Regions from separate parts of the Sus scrofa genome. Here region 2 is linked to region 1. Evidence: chromatin contacts called from public Hi-C data. All regions are on one chromosome and are shown on one strand. The core of a region is the stretch at or near the end of the contact, and the rest is flanking DNA. Distances in the headings are between cores, read along the strand shown.

Evidence for each region. A called contact is a pair of places that touch in the nucleus more often than the background predicts.
Region 2: a Hi-C map of retroperitoneal adipose tissue shows a contact between it and region 1, with 1.8 times the contacts expected there. The contact joins the enhancer-like site here to the promoter of SMAD6 in region 1. A contact is called at or near these places in 3 of 5 promoter capture datasets (fetal skeletal muscle and liver), 13 of 47 Hi-C or Micro-C datasets (alveolar macrophages, brain, embryonic fibroblasts and 7 more) and 2 of 2 datasets of contacts at active chromatin or transcription factors (alveolar macrophages and skeletal muscle).

The regions. Positions count from the first base shown.
Region 1 is chr1:164,650,155-164,655,628 of Sscrofa11.1, reverse strand. It overlaps SMAD6 (mothers against decapentaplegic homolog 6), which reads right to left and starts at 3,027. Exons shown (of 4, transcript XM_003480446.4): 1 at 1-3,027.
Region 2 is chr1:164,730,090-164,736,327 of Sscrofa11.1, reverse strand. SMAD6 (mothers against decapentaplegic homolog 6) reads right to left here. Exons shown (of 4, transcript XM_003480446.4): 4 at 1,244-2,166. The coding sequence ends at 1,625. Among named protein-coding and RNA genes, the nearest start is that of SMAD6, 81 kb to the right of the region's middle. Within about 2 kb of position 4,832, at least 13 of the 83 cell types and tissues checked have an H3K27ac peak or open chromatin away from gene starts, as enhancers often do. A contact at or near this core is called in alveolar macrophages, omental adipose tissue and retroperitoneal adipose tissue, where this site is marked.

The sequences.
Region 1 (5,474 bases), core at 1,778-4,277:
GTGGCTTGCATCTCTTGGGGTGCAAAGGGGGCTGCTGATTTGTGCAATAGCGGGATCTTCCGTGAGAGGACGCGGTTTACACACCCCCTGCGCAGTCAGGGGTTTTCCGCTGGGCCGACCGCGGAGCGTGGGACGCCTCCCGCATGGGGGCTCCAGGCTTGCAGGAACAGGGAGTTAGAGAGGGTGGGGTAGAGGCAGGAGATGTCTTCTCTCGGCTCTTCTTAGTCGCCAAGTCTCTTCCTCAGAGCTAGGCGGGCCTCCAGTGTCCCGGGCCCCCTCGAGGCTGAGTGATTCTTCCACCCCTTTCCCTTCCCCAGTTTATTCTCTGCACAGCGAAGAGGAATATAGGTAGTAGGGCTCGTGATTTCCCCAACAACGTTTCACCATGGGAATGGGGGTGGGTTGGGGGAACCGCTTCCCCCCCCCCCCCCCGATCCAGGATGAGCCGGTGGGGGCGCAGCAGCAGGCCTCCCGGCGCGGGAAGGGTTAAGGCCGCTCTTGCCCCTGGAGCCGGCGCGGCGGGGTACCTCCTCGGGCGCGCTAGCTCGTCCGAGGGTGGCAAAAGTTCAAGCTTGTAAAGTCGGGATTGGCCCCGAGCGGAGGGAAAAAAGACCTGGTTCCCCCTCCCCCCTCGGGCGCGGCGCCGATTGGCCGGGCCACGGGGCGGGCACCGCCCTCTCCCTGGCGCAAGTCGGCCCCGCCCCGGGCCTGGCGCCCCGCCCCTTTCCGGGCAAGAGCCCGGCCCTGCTCTGAATGAAAGAAATTCCGCTACTCTCATTGGCCCGGGGCTGGGCGCCATTCCCCAGCGAGGGCAGAGGGGGCGCCTGCGCGCGCGCCTCCCTCGGGGGTTCCCACGTGTGGGGCTGGCCTTGTGAGCGTGCGGTGGTGTGAGTCCCCGAGTGGGCCCGAGTTGTGTGTGCCCTGGGGGAAGGGCGGTGTTTGTAGGAAGGACTCAGAACCTTTTGCCGAACTTCACCTGGAGCCAGGCACTGTTCGCTCCGCACCCTCTGGGAGAGGCGGTTACTCTGGAGAACTGAGGGCAGGACTTAGAATCTTCCCCACCCTCATCCCCTTCTACTTCGGCCTAATGAAAACAGCTGTCTTGACCTCAGTTTCTTGTTTGATAAATGGGGTTGTTGATGCCTGCCCTGCTTTCTTCACAGAACCATGAAGATTCTACAAGACAGTGCATTTTAAGTTCACAAATCGCAAGTAAACAGGGTGAATTTTCACAAGTGAACAAAACACCTGTGTAAGCAACACCTAAAGGACAACTAAAGAATAAAGGATCTTGTACCCCCTTTTCGATCACTTCTTGCCCCTGGGGAAATTAATGTAAGGAGAAACTCAATGTAATGTAGTTTTTTAATAGCTTGTTTTAATTAGGGTATCTGCTGGTTTGACCATGGATTGCAATAACTTGTGTTTACTATGGGCAAGGCCATGTTTCAAGCATTACAAAGATTTTAGTCATTCTCACAACAACACTGATACTCTTATTTCCATTTTATAAATGAGGAAACTGAGGAATAGGAACTTGCTCACTTAATTTGCCATTGAAAAGAAGATAGTCTTGAAAGTACTGAAATGCTAAAACCAGAGAGGTATAAACCATTGTGCACCCTCCCCCAACAGCTAGAAAGTGGGGTGGGTCTGTGTTGCCAGAGCACACCCTTCAGGACAGTGTTTTTCAAAATGTCCACTGGACGTGCTGAATCTGTTGTGGAGTGAGGCCCCAAACTCCATACAACACTTTGGGAGGTAGGCATGGTTGTTAAGCACTAATTTACAGTTAAGGACACTGAGGCACAAAGACCTTAAGTAACTTGCACAAGCCTGTAGTTAGTGGTAGAGGCTGGATTTAAACCCAGCCACTTTGGCTGGGGGGAGGCATAAATGGGTGTGAAGCAAAGGTAAAGGGAGACCAGCAGGCAGATGGGCTACCCTTCAAGTCTTCCTCAAATGCTCAGCCCCTAACCCTGGAGGCAAATCTGTGAGCTGTGGCTCTTTCCCCCTTACCCCCATACCTCCCTGAGGTACCAGCTCACCCCTTTCTGCAGGATTCCTTCAGGGATGCCAGGTCTGTGCTTGGAGCCTCAGGCCAAGGAGCAACTAAAGTAGTAACCTTCCAAGGGAGGGCTACCTTCTCCCTGGGTGGTAATTCAGACAGAGTTTGCCTTCTGCTCCTGCTCAACCCAGAGATGTGCCAGTGGGGTGGGGCGCCTTTAGGTCCCAGCTGGATGATGCCTGGTAGGCCTGAGTCCAGTACTGACCCTACTTAACTTCCCTCAGCTCTATTAGCCTCAGGGCTCTCATTTGTAAACTGGGAATAGGAATCATGCTATAGGTGGTTACCAAAATTAAACAACATGAGGTCCCAGAGTCATCCCTCATTCTAGAAAGACTGTGTCACGGTGGAGATAGGATCAGAAAGGGATACTAAAAGGATGGTGGCAGTCCCACTGTCCTTGGATTTCTAGGGCCCATCCAGCCTACTGCCTGACTTGTGACCACTAGAGGGTGTGTGTCGCAGTGCCCAGAGGGCATGCTTCGGAGCCTCAGCCTACAGGCATCCTCCTAGATCACCCTTCTGGAGAACAAGCTCCAATTCCCTGGGGTGCAGGAGAGGAGATAAGTGAGGTCCCAGTTGCTGCTCCACAGGTCTCTGCAGCCAGGTTACTCACAAAATAATGAAGAGGTAACCCCTCAGATTCAAATCTGCCCCCTCCCCATCATTCTAGTATTCCCCTCAGAGAACCCTGTGTTTTCTCACAATTCGTAAACCTTGCAATCCTCTGCCTCTGGAATGTAAGCCCCCTGTGGCTAAATAAGCTGAAATGCCAGGCACAGGCCACTCACAGCCCCATTGAGCGAAACAGGACACTTGATGCCACTCTGCACTATCAGAGAAGCTAATGTACACAAGAGAGGGCCTGTCCCATTTCGTCTCCCTAGTCCCTAGCATAACTCCTATCACATAAGGGCACTTAATGTTTGTGATATGCTGGAATTAAAATTGTTTTCTTTGCCAAGTTCCATGCTGTTCATCATCCTGTACCAAACACCTATATGCACTATCTCATCAAATCCTCCCAACAACATGAAGAAGTTCTTATTCTTATAGGATCCATTTTTAAAAAAGAAGGAAACAGAGAGATTAAATAACAAGTGGCAGATATGGGACTTGAACCCAGGGCTGCTTGAGTGTCCATTTTCTTAATATCTGGTCCCAGAAAAACACGATCTTTTGCTTTGGGATGTTTCCACATTAGCTGGGAAGACACAAGGCATGAAATGGCAGAAATCATTCAAGACAGAGCTTGCTTCTCAACGGTTGGAAGAGGCAGGCTCTAGGAGTCACTGCATATGAATGGAGGTATCATAGAGGGTGTCTGGGCCACCTCTTGCTATGTAGAGATGGAAGGGCAGGGAGACTGATTCAACCCAGCCCACTTCACAGAAAACTAATGGATAAAACAATGCTTCACTTATTAACTCTCAGGAGAACACTATAGGCCCAACTGGCTATGTGATGTCTGCATCTCTAGAAGGTCAATCTACTTGGCCAACATGGTCCAGAATGGGGGAGCTGTTGCCCCCTTTGGTGGTAGACAACACTTCTGAGACTTTGATGAGTACCCTGGACCTTCTTTCTTGAAAAATGCACATGTGGGAGTTCCCGTCGTGGCGCAGTGGTTAACGAATCCGACTAGGAACCATGAGGTTGCGGGTTCGGTCCCTGCCCTTGCTCAGTGGGTTAACGATCCGGCGTTGCCGTGAGCTGTGGTGTAGGTTGCAGACGTGGCTCGGATCCTGCGTTGCTGTGGCTCTGGTGTAGGCCGGGGGCTACAGCTCCGATTCGACCCCTAACCTGGGAACCTCCATATGCCGTGGGAGCGGCCCAAGAAATAGCAAAAAAAAAAAAAAAAAAAATGCACATGTGCTTGAATGAAACTTCGTATTCATTTATTGGACACCAACTCATCAAACTCCTATTGGGTCCCAGGCCATGTTCCAGGTGCTAGGGATCCTGCAGTGAGCAAAACAAAAATCCCTGAGCTCAAGGAACCTAGTGGAAGGACAGACAGACCATAAACAAAATAATCAGGTATCCAGCATCTTGGAAGATAAAGTTGCCAAGATCAAAAATAAAACAGAGAAGAGGAGACAGGAATGCTAGGAGAGGGTGAGTGTGGTTCAGAGAAAGTGGTCATGGAATGCTGTTCTGGGAAGGTGACATTTGAGCAAGATCTTGATGATGAAGGGAACCTCTCTGACACTGGGGGAAGAATGTTCCAGGCTCAGAGAACATCAAGTACAAGGGTCCTGAGCATGTTCCAAGACCATCAAAGAGGTGATAAGATGAGAGAAAAACTGGGGTGGGGGTGGGGGTGGGGGGGTCACACAGGCCATAGATGTGTCTTTGGCTTGTCCTCTGAGCTGGGAGACCCTGGAAGCCAGGAGAGGGAGAGACAGATCTGCCTTCTATTTTAACTGGCTCCCTCTAGCGGCCATGTGGAGACTATACTGCAGGGGCAGGGCTGGGAGTAGGGAACTGGTGGGAGACGCAGTGGCTCAGGAGAGGCCATGCAGGCTTGGAGAGAAGAGATCAGGTTCTGGACATATTTGAAGACAGAACCAGCATAACTTGCTGTTACATATTTGAGAGCTTGAGAGAACATCTGAAAAGTGTACACAAGTTATCGACGCTTATTAATTTAAAAAATCAGTTGGCCTTGTAAGCAGTAATAGCCCTGGAGTCACAAATGTGCTAGTTATAGTTATCATTTTAAAATAAATACACAGGGAATTCCCACCGTGGCACAGTGGAAACGAATCCGACTAGGAACCATGAGGTTGTGGGTTTGATCCCTGGCCTCGCTCAGTGGTTTAAGGATTCATCGTTGCAGTGAGCTGTGGTGTAGGTGGCAGATGCGGCTTGGATCTGGCATTGCTGTGGCTTTGGTGTACGCCGGAGGCTACAACTCCGATTCAACCCCTAGCCTGGGAACTTCCATATGCTGCAGGTGTGGCCCTAAAAGGACAAAAGACATGAATAAATAAATAAAATACACAGAATAGGAAATTTATCTGTGCATCATCTCTTATCATTCTAATATCCGCTTGGATACATACAATGTTGGGGATACTGGTTTAACCAGTTCCTAACATCACCTACTTTTAGGTTTTTTTTTGTTTGCCTGTTTGCTTCTTACTACTTTCTCTCAGAAAGGATGGTTTTTCTGGTCCTGTCTGTACTTATGGGACCTATTACCATAGCCCCTGCAATCAAATGCTGGCTCTACTATTGCCACCCCAGGCAGCCTGTATTTTGCACAGAGTAATGCTTCTTAACTGTTACTCTGTTGAACCAAATCGACTTGGGTTCAGCTGCCTCTTAGCTGTGTGACCTTGGGCAATTTCCTTTACCTCCTGCAACAACCCTCAGTAGGTTGTTATTGTTACTCCGAAAT
Region 2 (6,238 bases), core at 3,583-6,082, 79 kb before region 1:
ACCCTGAACTAGAACCACCCAGCTAAGCTGCTCCTGCATTCCTAAACACAGAAACTGTGTGATAATAAATGTGAGTTGTTTCAAGCTGCCAAAGTATTAGGATAATTTATTATGCAGCAATAGATAATACACAGGACTTCTCAGAGCATTTAATAAGCTAATGTAAATCTCCAAGAAAGAAGATACACAGTGTAACATTCCCCTTAGTTATCTGGCCAGGAAGGCTTCTTTTTTGGGTTTTCTCAGGAGAGAAAACAGATTTAATATGGCTCGGGTCCTACAATTAGATGTAATTTCTAACCTTGATCTGTCTCATGAACTAATCACTTACCCTTCCAGAACCTCAACTTTTCCCTTTTATAGAGTAGAGAGAAACCACCTGCCTTTGCATAAATCATGACTAAGTCCCCAGATAAGCAGGTTCTGAGCTACTTGGTGGCAGTGGGAGAGGAGGAGGGCAGCTCAGTTAGGTCCTAAAGGGAGTTTCGCCCTGGGGCTCAGGTGGGTTCTACAGGGTGGTAGGTGGGCCCAAAACCCACCACCTCAGTCTTTCTTCCTCAGGCCATTTCCCCAAAGTGGTGAGAATCAGTGTCTTCTTCTAGACTGTGGACAACTCAGAGATGGTAAGCATGGACTTGAGGCTTCTGCTTCAGCCTGAGAGTTCCTCTAGGCCAGAGCATGAGCTTTGGCCATCAGACTGGAAGCGCTTACCCAGGATGGATGGCCCATGTACTCTCCCTCCTCCCCTCTAAGTCCTGTGGACACATCACAGCCATGAGCAGGAAGGAACATCAGAACCTTCTCTGGTCTTAAGAGCAAGTCCTTCCTCCCTTTCCCTTTTTTTTTGGTTTGTTTTTTAGGGCCGTACCCGTAGCATATGGAGGTTCCCAGGCTAGGGGTTGAATAGGAGCTATAGCTACTGGCCTATACCACAGCCACAGCAATGTGGGATCCGAGCTGCGTCTGTGACCTACACCACAGTTCACAGCAACACCGGATCCTTAACCCACTGAATGAGGCCAGAGATGGAACGCACCATCTCATGGTTCCTAGTCAGATTCTTTTCTGCTGCACCACGACGGGAACTCCCTTCCTCCCTTTTCAATGTATATGCTCAACTCTTTATCTGGTAAAAGACTGATATCCAGTTTTAGGATGCCTGATGGTTTAGAAACCCGCACAAGCCTTGCACGTCCCTCTTTGTTAAAAAGAAGACAGTTAAAAAAAAAAAAAAAAAAAAAACTATAATGCGAATACTTTATTATCAACGAGTGACTGGTATTAGCTTTTTGTCTGGGCATTAATATTTCAAAAACCATACACCAAACCCAGGCTTTTCCACCTAGCTCTGCTGTATCATTCTCTTAAAAAAAAAGAGGAAGGAGGAAAAGAAAGAAAATATATCTGTATTATAAGCCAAAGTGCGTCTTTCTTGTTTTGTCCATATACACACATTGCACCATACATAAATAATTACATTGTAAAAATGACTCCATAATTACAAGTATAATATATATTTCCATATAATATATAAAACTTTATATTAAATCTAGGTAGATGATATCTGGGGGGGGGTTCTTCCGGTGGGGCTGTGTCTCTGGGCACCGGCCCGGCGGCGGGGCCGCTATCTGTGGTTGTTGAGAAGGATCTCGAGCCAGCAGGGGCAGGAGGTGATGAACTGCCGGGAGTAGCAGGGCCCCCAGCCCTTGGCGAAGCTGATGCGGACGCTGTTGGGGTCGTAGGGGCCGTCGGCGGCATCGGGCTCGGGCCCGTGCTGGAGGAGGCCGGAGCGCTCGAAGTCGAACACCTTGATGGAGTAGCCGGGGGGCACCTTGCGGACCACCAGGGCGCGGCCGCCGGGCGCATCCAGCGTGGGGGAGTTGACGAAGATGGGGTGCTCGCCGCGGTTATAGGCCCACACGCCGTCGGGCTCCTTGCTGAGCAGGATGCCAAAGCCGATCTTGCTGCGCGTGCGCCGCACCGACTCGCTGCGCTGCTCCAGGTTGAGCTGGCCCAGGCAGAAGCCGCTGCCCTGAGGTAGGTCGTAGAAGATGCTGACGGCCTGGTCGTACACCGCGTAGAGGCGGCCCACACGTGTCCGGTGCTCCCAGTAGGCCACGCTGCACCAATGGCTCGGCTTGGTGGCATCCGGAGACATGCTGGCGTCTGCAGGGCAAGCACAGGGCACGGGGATGTTATTCCGGGTGCGGAGCCCAGGTGGCACTGCTGCCTGGCTGCTGGGGCTGGGGGTGTGTGTCTGGCACTCCACACACACCGGAACACCTAATTCCTGCCAGGCTGTCCTCAAATTTGATCCACACACAGGCTACAAAGCTACAGAGAGCACAGCACCTACTGTGTGCCAGGTGCTGTGGGTACACAACCACAACCTATATCCGGCCTCCGCCCATGGAGTTTGACAAGCCAGCAGGAGACAGCCCAGCGCCCACACACCCAAAGGAGGGACTATGTGCAGCGGGCACCTACATCCTTCTAGGTGCTGTGCTCTGTGTGGCTCACTCTACACGTGACTCACTGGGTCCTCCCATCATTTTACAGATGAGGATCCATGACTTTGTAGCCACCGGCAGCCTGCCCAAGGCCACCCAGCCAGTGAGTGGCACCTCCGGGATTTGAACCTGGTCTAAGCATCAACCTGAACAGCAAAGTTAAGCTATCAGGAGGCATAAATCACCCCTCCAAGGAGACTCAGGCATAGGAAGGTGGGGTGGGTGGGGGACAGAGCCCCCCAGGAGCCCTTCCAGCCTGGAGCTTTATGCCGAGTCTCCCAGCAACCCCCACGCCTCACCCCTCGAGTTGGCTCTCTTGGCAGGAAGTACAGGTTTTCACCAGAACTGCAGCCGCTTCTGAGACAGAGAAGCTGAGGATCTCAAAGTGCTAACGGAAATCGCTCCTCAAGGCCTCCAGTTTGCCAGCTCTCTCGGGTGTGTGCTGCTGCTCCTCCTCCAGCCTCAGTTTCCCCACAGACAGCAAAGGGGTGGCCAGGAATGATGACTTCAATCCCTTTTCACTCCAGCTTGGAGCATCTCTGCTTGTCTGGTTGAATTTAGCAATGCTCTGAGCCCAGACCTAAGACCACATGGAGGCTGGAGCCTGTCCCTCACTGCTCTCGTGTGTGGCCAGCTTCTCAGATTCTGAAGTGTTTTGACGCCCGGTCTCTCCTTTGAGCTCCTGGCTCTGAGAAGCAGGTGGGCACCCATGACTGCCCAGTGAGCTGATGTGTTCCCACACGGGCCCCTGGCTGGGCTTTCTGCAGAGGGAGAAAGCCTGCTGGGGGCCTGATGGGGACATGGCGAGGCCCTTTCTGGGTCAGCGCCTTCAAAAGAAACTGATCAAAGTCCAGTCAAAGCCAAGGGAGAAAGCACTGCTGACAGTTTCGTTCAGGAGCCTGGATGAGGTCGGCTCTGCCTGCCTTCAGCCCAGCCCTGCCTAGAAGCCCAGAGCAGCAGGGTGACAGGGCCCCTGACACCCTCTTATGTACTGGGAGGTCCGCCTGAGGGGCCTCCTGTAGGCTGCCCGCTCTGCTGTGGCCTCGGGCTGGGTATAGCCCCAAAGGGTGTCTGCCTTGTCCTCTGCCTGGCTTTAAGGTCCCAGTCACAGGTCCTCAGGCCAGCCTCTGGGGATGTATCATTTTGTCTCACAGCCCCCACCCAGGAGGCTCATGGTTCTAGTTAATGGTCAGGGTGGGGGAGAGGCCCTGCTCCCTGCCCTCAGCTGACTTACCCCTCAGCCAGCGGGCAGAGAGACAGCTCTAGCCTGTGGTGGGTGATGTGGCTGTGGGCACTAGGCCAGTCCCAGCAGGTGGGCAGCCAGGAACACCCCAGCCACTGCCCCTTTCTCCGTCCATCCATCTGGCACTGGTCTAAGTGTTCCCAAGAGCCGGGAAAGCAGCACCATCCCGGCCTGGCTGTGAAACTCCAGCACCAACCTTCTCACCCAGCAACAAGAATTCCATTAGGCACCGAGAGGTGGGGAAGCAAAGAAGCTGTGCCCGGAGAATGCTGGGTGAGAAGACAGGCAACAGGCAGCCCTGAGTGCCTTCCACGAGCCTGGTGCCGTCTTCACCACAGCCTTGGTGAACTTCTGTCATCACTTCAGTTCACAGGTGTGGAAACTGAGGCCCAGGGAGGGGCCGTAACTGATAAAGGACACACACTAGTGAGTGCTGGAGCCAGCATCAATGCCAGGCCATGCTTGGAGCCCTTCTCCATACTCTGGCAAGGCTCCCCCCAGAACCCATGCACCAAGTGAGTCCCTCCTGCTTCCTGAAGCCTGTTTCCCTACCTGTAACCATGAGGCTCTCGTGGTCTGTGAGTCCTAGATGTGCTAAGCTACAAGCCGGCGAGTCACCTCCTGCCACACAAACGAAAGGCCTCCCCTCCCTCAAGACCCACCCAGTCTCATGAGGCGAGGGATTACTGCTGTTCCCCTCTGCAGATGAGACCCAGAGAGGTCACCCTAGTCATAAAGTGGCCGCTCTGTCCCAGGGTGTGGCCACTCTGCTGTCAAAGGCAAAGAAGCAGTTTCACAGTCAGAGTGTGCGAGAGGGTGTGCAGCGCTAATGGGACTGAGGGGGTGGGGAACTTCCTACCTCCCAGCTCCTAAAAGGCTTTCAATTCGAGGCCAAGCGGGTCTTCCTGTCCCCCTCCCCTCGATATTTCCCAGCCCAGCCACGCCCAATGCGCCTTCATCATCCTTCCCCACCGCATCAAGACCTGTGTCCCTGACCTTCCCGGTCTGGCTCAGGGGCCAGGCGTCACCTCCTGCGGCCTACTGGGTTGAGTGGACTGGGTAACACCTCACTGGGCCTGGGCTCCCGGCCAAGCCTTCCAAATTCCAGGAGATGGACTGCCACCTCTGAGGAGCCCTCTCTGACCTCTCCCTCTTGTGCGCCTAGGGCCTGACATGCAGCCCCTCCCTTGGCCTGAGCAGGTGTCTGCGCTGTTGGTCAGTGCCCACCGCTGACCTCGACTCTCAAGCAGGAAGAGGTGGGTTTCGGTTCTTTCTGCGTCTGTCCCGAGTCTACATGTATCCCCAGGGTGCTCTTGGAACACCCTGCAAGGGAAGGAGGAAGGAAATAAAATATATCCCAAGTGTCGGCACACTGCCCTCACCCCTACCCTGCCTTGGAATCCTGCCCAGCACGTGCGGCTGATAGCTGCAGGCCCAAGGGCGAGCTGGGCAAAGACTAGGGTCTCAGGTCTGATCCCGAGAGAAGAGGCCAGTAGGTGAGCCTGTCACCATGCTTGGGCCTCCCCATCCTCAGGAAGGTCTTGGGGTCTCCAGGCTCAAGATGGCATCATCTTGTCCAGGGGGCCCCAATGCTTTGGGCTTTCACAAGCCAATACACTGTTGAAGAGAGGACTTGAGAATGTCACAGGGTTACCATGATCTTATTTTGTCACATGCAGACTTATTAAAAACCCCAACACCATCTACGATCTCTAGCACAAAAGAATGTGTCATTTGATACTCACAAAATAGGTAGGACTTAAATCAGAAAATCTCAAGTTAATACATTTAGGTTATATGAAATTTTCTTCTTTCACCATGGGCCAATGAAAACTTAGTCCTGAGACTGGCCAACTGTGCCCTCAAGATGGCACCCTGGGGGGACTAGGGGACTTGCCCAAGAACACACAGCAGTGGGTGGCAGAACTGAGACCAGAACTGGAGACCCTGGCATTCTAATCGTATGCTTGTCACATGATCCAAAAGGTTTCCGAGTGAGACAGACCTAAGCTCTCACCACTGACTGGACGTGTGGCCATGAACCAGCCACTGACTGTCCCCAAATCTCAGTCTCCACATTGGTGAAATGGACTTATGCAAAATTGTGTCTCACTTATACAGCCCATCTTTGGATTTTCTGGCAACTCCAGCAGCAGATCAACTGGGAGCAGAAAGAAGCAGCTGTCGGTTTATCCATCCCAGCCTTGGCCTAACCCTTCCAAGGCTAGGGCTCCTTAGGGGTGTTGGGGGTCATGACCCAGGGTCACTACCATGGCAGGTTACCACAGGACAGTAGATGGCAATGCCCTTTGCAAACTGTGAAGCACTTGGCAAGTGTTAAGATTTAGCTCCCAGCCCAGTACCTGAGGTGTAGAGAGGGGCGCTCAGTAAGCAAAGGAAAGAAGGATGAAACAACGAAAAACTGAAGGTGGGAGACAGAGATGAGTGCTCCTGGGGCTCTATTTACACACACACACACACACAC